Regions from separate parts of the Triticum aestivum genome. Here region 1 is linked to region 2. Evidence: chromatin contacts called from public Hi-C data. All regions are on one chromosome and are shown on one strand. Each heading gives the region's core, a stretch centred on a gene start, on an enhancer-like site or on the middle of the called end of the contact. The rest is flanking DNA. Distances are from core to core; before and after follow the strand shown.

Region 1 (5,515 bases), core at 2,219-4,718, 410 kb after region 2:
CGCCCAGCGCATGCAAGCAGCTTTTCCGACCACCCTTGCATATGGCCACGAGATCTTTCGCTGATATGATCGAAAGTTCCACTCGTGATGCGGCCCACAACCGTTGGTAGCCCTAAATATTTCTCATTGAACGCTTCCACTTGGATATTCAACGTTGTTTTCATACCTTGCTTCACCTGGTCAAGAGTATTTGTACTGAAGAAGATGGAGCTCTTGTCCCGATTTACTCGCTGTCCCGAAGCATCTCCATAAATCCTTAAGATCTCATTAAGTCTGAGGGCACTCTGATCTTTTGCATCAATAAAAATGAGACTGTCATCTGCAAATAACAAATGAGAGACCCACGGTGATCTATAGCTTACTCTCAGGCCTCTATCTATAATTCCTCCGTTGTAGAATTTCAACAAGGAGGAAAAGCCTTCCGCACATAAAAGAAACAGATATGGCGACGCTGGATCACCTTGACGAAGACCTCTCGAAGGGGTAAAGAACGGCAAGAGCTCGCCATTAACTCGAACCGAAAAACGGACTGAAGATACACATTTCATGATCAACCTGATGAAGACAATGCTGAACCCTAGCTTGGACAGAATTGCTTCGAGATAGTGCCACTCGAACCGGTCATAAGCTTTCATCATATCTAGCTTTACCGCGCAAGAAAAATTGTTCCCTTTTTTCCTCCTCCGCATTGTGTGCACGCTCTCGTATGCCACAAGCACATTATCAGTAATGAGGCACCCCAGTACAAAAGCGCTTTGTTCCTCACTGATAACCTCATCCATTAAGCATCTCAGACGGTTTGTAATTGCTTTGCTCGCAATCTTGTACAAAACAGGACATAATGCAATTGGACGGTACTGAGAAATGGACTGGGGATGTTTTACCTTTGGGATTATAGTAATGGAAGTGTCGTTCAGACCCGGCGCTAACTCCCCACCATTTAAAAACTCCAGAACTGCATTAGTGATATCTCCACCGAGAAGGTCCCAATGCCGCTGATAAAACCCCGCCGTGAACCCATCTACACCAGGAGCTTTCGAAGGAGCCATCTGGAACAGCGCAGTTTTGACCTCCTCCGCAGTGTAGGGTTTAGTGAGCTCGGTGTTCATAGCTTCTGAGATTTTTGTTGGAACATGAGCTAGTAACTCGCATGGATCATGGAACCCTTCGGACTGGTACAAGTTTTTGTAGAACTGTTGCACTTCCTCCTTGTCCTTGTTCTCATCCATACATACTGTTCCATCAGAACGTCTGAGTCCTTGGATTCTATTCATCCTCTTACGCTGCCTGGCTTGGGCCTGAAAATAGCTTGTATTTCAGTCTCCCTCCCTTAGCCAAGGCACACGTGACCGCTGGCGGTACCACACTTCTTCCAAGTGCAGAGCCTCCTTTAACTTTTTAACTGTGCTTTGTTCCTCCTCTGATGGGCCACGATCAATGGACAAGGAACGAAGCCGATCAAGTTTCTTTTGGAGTTGTCTGACCCGTCTTGTCAGACACCCAAACTCTCTGGATCCCCAAGGTTCCAGAGTTGCTTGCAAATCACCTAGTGCAGAGACAATGCCTTGTAGCCCTGGGCCACGTTGGATTCCTCGCCAAGTATCGCAAACGAGCCGATCGTAGTCCGAATGAGTTTGCCAGATATTTTCATACCTGAACTGTTTCTTGGCCCTAGATCGCGTCTCGAACTTTTCTTTTATTTCCGCAACCACAAAACAGTGATCGGACTCCACCGAGGACAGATGCCGAACCCTGATATACTGAAAATGTTGCCGAAAACTTTCGTTAGCAAGAGCTCGATCCAGCCTTGCTTTTACATTGTCCACTCCAGACTGTCGGTTATCCCATGTGTAAGTTGTACCTGACCAACCTAGACCCTGGAGGGAGACATCATCAATCACCTCTCTAAAAGCTCGCATTTGTCGCCCCGGACGAGCAGTCCGGCTAAAATGTTCGGTGGAGTATAAGGTCTCGTTAAAATCCCCCATGCATAGCCATGCATCATGAGGAATAGAATGCAGCGAGCGTAAGAACCTCCAACTATGATGCCTCTCTTCCGCTCGCGGTGCACCATAAAACCCCGTGAACCTCCAAGGTGGAGAGTTCAGTAGTTTGTTAGTAACCATCACATCAATGTGCCGTTGACTGTAGTTCTTTAGTTCAACTGACACATCACGGGACCAAAACAGACCAATGACGCCGCTAAGACCTGCACTGTCTACAGCAAAACAACCAGCAAAACCCAAACTGTTATGCAAATCTTCTACTCTTTTAGCTCTATTTTTCGTTTCCATGACAAAAAGAAGAGCGGGCCCTTCCAACTTCACAATGCTGCGAAGTTCTCGAACTGCCTCGGGGTTCCCAAGCCCCCGGCAGTTCCAGCCGATGCAACTCATTGGGGCTGGCAGGACCGCGGCGCGGTCTCTGCCGAGTTTTCAGGTGTAGGTTTCTTCTTCTTTATCTCCCTAACAAAGTCCTCTCCCTCTTCACGGCTTGTTGATGTTGCATCAGTTCCAGCCATAGTATTACCATCAACACCTGGATCTGCACCTCCATCGGTGAGCAGCAGTGTGGTTTTGGCCACCGGCTTGTAGACTTGATTAGGTGCATCCTTTCGTTTCTGCTGCTGCCTGTTCTTCACTGGGGAATTCACCTCCTCCCTCTTATCTTTCTTGTTGCTAGAATTCCTTGTCTCCTGCTTGCTGTTGGCCCTAGTATGATCTCTGGAAGAGTTTTCAGACGACGCCTGCTTGCGATAGTCCTCTGGGTCTGACAGTGCTTACGTGACAAGATATCGCTATGAGTTTAATATTGTCGTATATTTATAATTTATTTATGAATGAAATTAATCAATCAATAAAAAAATTGCTAATCCACCCAACAAGGCTTTGGCAGTGCAGACCGGGTTAACAGAGTTGTTGCGATTCTGTCGAGGTCCCATCTGCGTGGAGTCTGACTGTGCAAGGTTATCTTCTCGCTGGATCCCAAGAGGCAGGATAATTGAGGCCTATACGAGTCATGGCTGACGTGGAAGACTTGCTGGGCAAATTTCAGGAGGTCTCCCCATTGAGGCGATTTTAGAAGAGAGGCAGGATTGCGCTGGCCCATGAGCTAGCTGTGCATGCAAGTTCGGAACCGGGATTTTGTGTTGATTGCCGATGTTCCCCCTGATCTGAAGCCTCTTCTTTCTTAAACAATCCGGTACCAGTTCTAATTATGGACTGTTTCCTTTCTCTAAAAAATCTATAAAGATAAATAAATAAAGTTACAGATGTTTTTTTAAGAGAGAGATATAGAAGGAAAATCGAGACAGGGTGACGTAAAAATAGGACAGGAGACCTGTCCGGGAAGGCGATGCGGCAAAGCGAATATCCCGGAGGATAAACCCGAGAGCCCGAGCGGCACCCTGGAATATTCCCGCTCCGGCATCACATTCAACTCCGGCGTCCATCCGTCCATATAAACTCCTTTCCCCGTCCGTTGCAACTCGCCAGCCAGCCAGCCATCATCCATTGAACCCCTCCCTCTCCTCTCCTCTCCTCGCCGAATCCACCCCGGCGCTCGCTGTCCGAGATCCCCACCAATTCGGCACGCCGCACGTGTGCACGTATAACAACACATCGGGTCGACCGATCAATGGCTCTGCTCAAGGCCGCGCGCGTCGCCGACGTCCCCAGCCTCGACGTCGTCGTGCCGGACCACCTCGCCGCCGCCGCGCGGGTCCTCGGTACGTGCCGTCTCATTCGCCGTCCCCGCGTTGTTTCTACTTTTCGGTTGGTCGATCGGCCGGCGATAACGTGTGTTGCCCGGGCGCGCGCGACCGCAGACGCGGAGTCGGCGGCGGCGATGAAGAGGCAGCAGCGCGGCGCGGGCCGGCGGTTCGCGGTGATCGGGCACCGCGGCAAGGGGATGAACGCGCTGGCGTCGCCGGACCGGCGGCTGCAGGAGGTGAAGGAGAACTCGATCCGGTCGTTCAACGAGGCGGCGCGCTTCGCCGTCGACTACGTCGAGTTCGACGTCCAGGTATGAAGAAGATCTCGATTCCGTCCGCTCCAATCGAATCCCTCCCACCTCCCCTGCGTGCTACGTTAATTAATTAATTTGTTAGGCTGCTGTTACGCGGGTTCCGAGGAAAGGAGAGGCCTTTACGGAAGGAACTGGTGCAGGTGCATGGGGTGGGTCTACGTGGGTCCTAGACTTCCGGAACTGGTGTAGCTCTCCTCGGTGTAGTGTGTCCGGTCTAGGGGATCTTTGTTGATGGGGACGTGGCCGTCCGGAGCGGCTCGAGCACGTTTTGCCGTGTCGCCGCTGGGGAAAGGTCGCCGCGTACCGAAGCGACCCCACATGCGTCGCGGTGGCCTCCCATGTGGAAAAGTGGGGCGGCTCATCGAGCTCTCCAGATCTGACCAGCTCACCAGCACAAAATAATAGTACTAACTTGTACTAACACAGTTTAAAACCACAATAGTTTTGCTAAAGCATCTAGATGTCCCCTACGAGCAACCCCAATAGCTCTTGTATGCCTGAAAACACCACCTCCTCTATCCTCCAAGTTTACCGGAAGATGATCTTCTCGTATAATTACGGCGGCAGATAACCGCCTGAAATTTCACGCCACCGGAACGTTGGAACACCACCGTGCCGTTGTCGGAATGCCTCAGGCCTCCGCCGCCGCCGCTGCCATGTCGTCGGCATGGACACACAGTGTCACTGACTTGCGAGCACCAACGCCTTTTAATGAAAAAAATACAGAAATATATATTTTATGGGCAAAAGTTTTACGGAACTAAAAAAGTAGGTGTTAGAAAACTTTCCCTAAATTATACAGTCATCCCGTAAGAAGATTTTTACAGGAGCTCTTGGAATTGCTCTAAGTATTGCAATTTGTGAGGGTATTCTTTTTATTTCCTTTTTTTATGTTTGATCGAGTCACTTAATGTGTAATAACTAGGGCAAAGATAGATGTGTTCTAGACAGACACAAACCGCAATATTTGAACCGGATATGATGCAGTTATAGACATAATTTGACAGATTAAAGGTTTGGTCCTAGATTGGTTTGTTCGAAATGTCATTATATTCTTGATGTATCCGATGTGGGTACGATATCACAGTGGACTGTGACGAGGCTGCATCAATGATGTCGTCTATCTGTTGCGATCGTACAACTTTTGTCGTACCTGAAGCAGCACTCACGCAAGATAGTACACTAGCTAGTTGTTCGTTTGTCCTGTTGCACTAGTGCGATCCAGTACTTCTGATAACGCCAAACCCCACCTCCAACTTGTACTACTTATCAAGGTGATATATCTTGCCTGTCCCATATATCTATCGTTTTAGTCCATCATCGGTTTTTTCCCTTCTTACGGTGCTATTGCGCAAAACGCCAAGCAAATGTTTCCATTTCTAATTTGCTTCAAAGCTAAATTTGTTCAAAGTGTTCAAAGAAGATACTGATTTTTTTCACTTCTGGCCCTTCTCTCTTTGTCTCCTAAATAATTCAGTGTGCAAAGATG
Region 2 (5,475 bases), core at 99-2,598:
ATGGAGCGTTCCAAGTTACAACAGCCATAGAGCATTCATGTGAGATAATTTTCCTTCTTCATCTCAAAAGGCAGCAGAAGCAGCTGTTTATTGTTGAGCGTTTGAGTCAAGAGACGACATCGGACCAGCTCTTGCATAGATAAGCAGCTCAAATAAACATGGAAGCAATTGCTCCGACTAAAGAGCAAGTCTCAGCTGCTAGACAGGGGTACATGGTGCTGTTCGATAACGAGTGGCATATATAAGACTATAAGAGGCCTTAAATTGGAAGGACGGGACAATCTCGGTCCAGTTAAAGTGTAAACAGGTAGCTCAATGGATCATGCCAGCATCTGTCTTGAGCAATACCTACTGTTGCCTATACATGCTACGGTCAGTTCAGATATTAGGGGATAATTGGATAATTGTCATTCCCTTCAGATAATTCCTAGCTTCTTTCTACCCTCTGCATTAGCTAGTCAGGTAATTTGCTGTTTCCGGTCACTACATCGCATATGATTTATAGCATCAAGAGCGAATTTCACTAGAGAAGAAGAAACACAGGTGGGGAAACAGAACCGACCTGACCCTCTCGAGGCTGTCCAGCTCCTGCGCGGTGGCCTTCATCCTATCCCCCTCGGCGCACATCGACTCCTCCAGCTCCGTGAGACGCCTCCGGCACGCCACCACCCGCCCCTCCGCCTCGTACACGGCCCGCCGCCTCGCCTCCGCCATCCGCAGCTTGTGCCTCTCGAACCTGCAGCGGAGCACAAGTCACGCGCTCAGACGGGGGCCATATATAAATAATCTGAACGAAGAGGCAGGGACGGAAAACTACTTGGTCCTGTAGAGGGATTTGGGATCGGGCTGCTGTTGCTGCGAAGAGGAGGATGAGGGCTGGGATTGGGAGGGGAAGTCGCGGGAGAGGAGCGCCGACCAGAGGGGCGGGTGGAGGGAGAGGCGGCGGAGGCGGCGCGAGGCGATGGCGAGGCAGCAGAGGTCTCGGAACCCCAGCGCGGCGGAGGCGGCGCCGAGCTCCAGGACGCGCGCCCACAGCTCGTCGGGCAGATCGGACGCCGACATGTTCGGCTCGACCGAATTACCGCTGGAGAGTTGCGGGGCGGATGCAGCAACAGAGGCGGCCGTGCGGGCGTAGGAAGGTAGGTAGGCTACGCCGTCGCCGTCGCCGTCGCCGGGGCCTTCGCTGCGGTAGTTGCTGGCTTTGCTGCGGGCCTTCGTCGGCGCCTCGGCGAGTTAGAGAAATCAGGAACCCGCGCCGCCAAAATCGGTCCCTGCCGATGGGTCCCACGAAATGAGCGTTTGGATTTGGATTATTTTGTTATATCTGTAGTACTACTGGGTTTGTTTGTTTCTTTCTTAAAGATAGAAAATTGTTCATCTCTTTTATTTCAGAAACTTTCTATTTATCCATCAACTGTCCTACGGAGAACATCAGAAATAAAAATATATCCAGTTCCGTAGACCACCTAGCAATAACTATAATCACTAAAGCGAGCCGAAGGCACGCCGCCGTCATCACCTCTTTCTCACCGGGAGCCGGGCAAACCTTGTTTAGTAAACAGTCGAGAAGTTGTCGTGCTAGGACCCCATAGGATCAGCGTACCAGAATAGCAATCTGCAGGCACACGGATGCAGACGAATGAAGACTAGATTTAAGCGGATCCACTGAAGACAAACACCAACCGAATCCCACTGGATCCACGGGAGACACACCTCCACACATCCTCCGACGAGGCTAGATGCACCGTCGGGGCCGGGCTAGACGGGGAGAACATTATTCCATCCTCAGGGAACTGTTGCCGTCTTGGCTTTATGAGCAGAACACAAAGCCTAAAGAAACAGAAAAAGACACCTAAAACAGAGTTGGACATGATAGACCTACAGTGGCACCGGCAGGAGGCGAGCAGCCCTAATTGCCTTAAGTCGCAACCGAAGGGTATACGTGCACGTGTTTACTACAAATGTTCGATCTATTAATCAACTGTCATTATAGACCTGTGGTGGCGCCGGCAGGATGCGAGCAACCCTAATTGCCTTAAGTCACAGCCGAAGGGTATGCGTGCACGTATGTACTACAAATGTTCAATCTATCAACTACACGTATTTACTACAAATGTTCAATCTATCAACTATCATTCTAGTACAAAGAACTTAACTGTCACTATAGTACAAAGAACACATTACTGTACAAAGAACAGCGGAGGTAACAGAAATCACTCGTATTCAATATCGTTAGTTTGACAGTACAAATTTAGTAGTCGGGACGGAGGGACTACGATTCATACTACAAATCGCAAAGGAGAGAGTATGCAATATTCCCAACCATTTGTTGAGCTCAAAAACGTAACTCACGAGCTCAATCTGAACGAACCAATCACCAACTAGGATAGGAGACCATTTAGTAAGATCAGGCAAATATCAGATGACAAGTCTGTTTTGTTCCAGGCCCTAGACTACTCAAACAAAGATCCTAAGCGAACTACTGCATCTAGCTCTGCATGTTTCACCGAGTTCCAAACGTTCGAGGCAGATAATACAGTATACAACAACTCATGATTTTCCCTTCCCTCGGGTTTTTATGGAACCAAGTTGATGCAGTCCTGCAGCCCACTCGGCAGCAACTCCGCCCCTATTTCAAAGTTTTTCTACGACCCGCGCCCTTCTGCTGCCGGAGCATTCCACACCTCAGCCCTGCTTGATGTGTTATGTTTGTCATGCTGTGGAAGCCTGTCGGATTCGTCTTTCTTGGAGTGGGTGAAGTTAGTCATCTCTTCCTCATCCTTCGAACGGAGTTGTATATCGGCCGGAACAAAATGCTAGAGATGTATCTTTCTCCAAAGCTGGGGAAGATAACCTGCAAATTCATGTCATTAACCATCTGGTGAGTGGGTTATAGGAGGACATCTATAAACCGGTAGCCATGCCAGATTGGCAACATGTTCAAATCGACGGAAATATCTCACCGCAATCAGCTTTCCAGCATTTTCAGGTCTTTTGGCCACGTTTATAGCAGCAATTGCTGCAGCACCTGACGAAATGCCAACCTGTGAAAACAAACAACCCATGTGAATGCCAAACTGATAACTCAGTAATAATTTATTTGGTTGTGCACTTCCTTACCAGCAAGCCCTCTTTTAGTGCAAGTAGCCTCGCAACATCAACTGCCTCCGCAGTGGTAACCTGCAAGTTCAACAATCATAATCAACATAACAGCTGACAAGAACTGTGAAGAGTGAACTAAATCTGCAAACAGAAACAGAATACTAGGGTTGCATTCCAGACCTTCACAACCTCATCAAGGAGCTGAACATCTAGTATGCTTGGAATATAACCTGTTATTGCCACAATAACATGTCAAATCCAAGGAAGCTGTATTCGATAAGCTCATCTCTCAAATACATCCAGTTGCTATGTGCTATTAAATTTACCTGGCTTGTCGCCAGAAATCACACTAGTTTCAGCAGGTTCTACCCCGATGACCTGATAATGACAGGACAAACACAAATGTTATAACAGATTAAATTTGACTACAAAATATATGAACACTGTCAAACAGTTCCAGGTTTCAGGTTATGGAATGTTAGACCATATGCTAGATCATATGAATCATGGATATATTGATATCAACCTTGTACGTTCATCTAAGTTAAATAGTAATGCATGCAAGTTCTCCTAAAAGCTAAATTACAGAAATGGTAAAGCAGTACATCCAAGTAGCAGAACGGTGAGCTATTTCCATCTAAGGCCTATGTTTTACTTCAAAATTCTGCATTTCACTTTTTGGCAGAGCAATAAAAGGGCAAAAAGAATTCAACCAACAGAGAATAGACACTAGCACCTATGGCATTTTTTTTTAGAACCATGAGTGCCCTGCAGTAGGGATGCAGGCGGAAGCGTCCGCGCCGTCCACGTAACAAAAATTGCACTAATCCTCATTATTTTAATCGTGCTAGTTTAATTTTCCTGTTTGCGGACAGTCGTGGACATGCGGACGCCATCCGCTTGCATCCGTACCGTCGGAGGCTAGGCCTCGCGTGGGTGGGATGGGCAAGCACGGGTGCCTCTAACCAATGGAGCAACACTCAGATCTCAAGTGTAGACATATACTAGTTCCATGTATAGGATATCATATTAACCATTGTTATAAGGGAGTTTGTACATATTTCTGCATGTACTGTATATTTATACTGGCCCTTGGCCTCCAGGAAATGCAAGTTGCATATCTCCTCACATTAAGCACTTCACAAAGTTAAAGCATGGAGTAAACGAGAGCATCCACCAACGACGGCAGAAGAATTAATATGTAATGCAACAACATTGGAAAAATATACAGAAAATGGGTGAAGTTGTTGACACAATAACATAGTCATTTCAATGCAATTTTCTTAAAATCTGAAACTACTTGATGAGAGAGTAAGATTGGAAACCTTAATATCTCTATTCATCATTTTTAAGTAGCGCCCAGTGCCGGTGATAGTGCCACCAGTCCCAATGCTCGCAACAAGTATGTCAACAGTACCCAGTGTGTCCTCCCATATTTCTGGGCCTGTGGTTTGAAAGTGGATCTGTAATTACCCAAGTGGTTTCTCAATAGATCATTTAAAGAAGTTGGCAAATGAATTTCACATGTGCCGTGTCACATATAGCATATGAGTAAATGATAATGGCCCAAAGTCTCAACCTCACTGTTAGCTGGATTGTTGAATTGCTGAAACATGTACGCATTCGGTGTCTTCGAAACTATTTCCTCAGCTTTGTCAACAGCTCCTTTTAGTCCTATTGTAGGATCAGTTAACACAATATCTGCTCCAAATGCGCGTACAAGGATGCGTCTCTCAACATCTATCGATGAAGGCATAGTTGCTATCATTTTGTATCCTCTAGCAGCAGCTACTGCAGCTAGTCCTATACCAGTATTCCCAGTAGTTGGTTCTACCAAAATGGTCTGCAAATGTATACAATATCTGCATAATTTAGTACCTTCATGGTGACAATACTCTTAAAATTTAGTATATATGGACAGTCAAACCTTGTTTGGAGAAATTAATCCTTTCTCTTCTGCATCACTAATCATGCTTAATGCAATCCTGGAAAACATACTGAGTGAGAGGCGGCACAAACAGCACTCGAGTACATAGTGCGATAACGATGTATACCTGTCTTTGACGCTTCGGCAAGGTCCCATGTACTCAAGCTTTGCGGCAATATTAGCGACACAACCTTCGACAACATTATTTAGATATACCATTGGGGTCTTTCCAATTAGCTGATCAACAAGATAGACAGAATAGACTGGGATTTAGCCCAATCTCACATAGGTTGCTTCACAGACTAAAAAAAATGCCTCTATTGATATTTAAAATCCGTGTTTTTGGTGACAACAGAAGGTGTTAACAATCTAATCAAGTAGTAGAAAAATGTATCCAGATATTCCATGACAATGCAGCGAACCCCTACTTCCCCTAAACCATAATA

What was found. A called contact is a pair of places that touch in the nucleus more often than the background predicts.
Region 1: a Hi-C map of leaf shows a contact between it and region 2, with 5 times the contacts expected there. The contact joins the promoter of LOC123079539 here to the promoter of LOC123079537 in region 2. A contact is called at or near these places in 3 of 5 Hi-C or Micro-C datasets (leaf and an unstated tissue) and 1 of 1 datasets of contacts at active chromatin or transcription factors (leaf).

The regions. Positions count from the first base shown.
Region 1 is chr3D:445,371,834-445,377,348 of IWGSC CS RefSeq v2.1, forward strand. LOC123079539 (glycerophosphodiester phosphodiesterase GDPD1, chloroplastic) reads left to right here and starts at 3,469. Exons shown (of 8, transcript XM_044502317.1): 1 at 3,469-3,727; 2 at 3,827-4,023. The coding sequence starts at 3,637.
Region 2 is chr3D:444,966,726-444,972,200 of IWGSC CS RefSeq v2.1, forward strand. It overlaps LOC123079537 (F-box protein SKIP24), which reads right to left and starts at 1,349. Exons shown (of 5, transcript XR_006438020.1): 1 at 818-1,349; 2 at 563-736. LOC123079538 (cysteine synthase) reads right to left here. Exons shown (of 10, transcript XM_044502316.1): 2 at 5,157-5,266; 3 at 5,030-5,087; 4 at 4,682-4,945; 5 at 4,428-4,565; 6 at 3,429-3,480; 7 at 3,283-3,332; 8 at 3,121-3,180; 9 at 2,964-3,044; 10 at 2,363-2,854. The coding sequence ends at 2,765.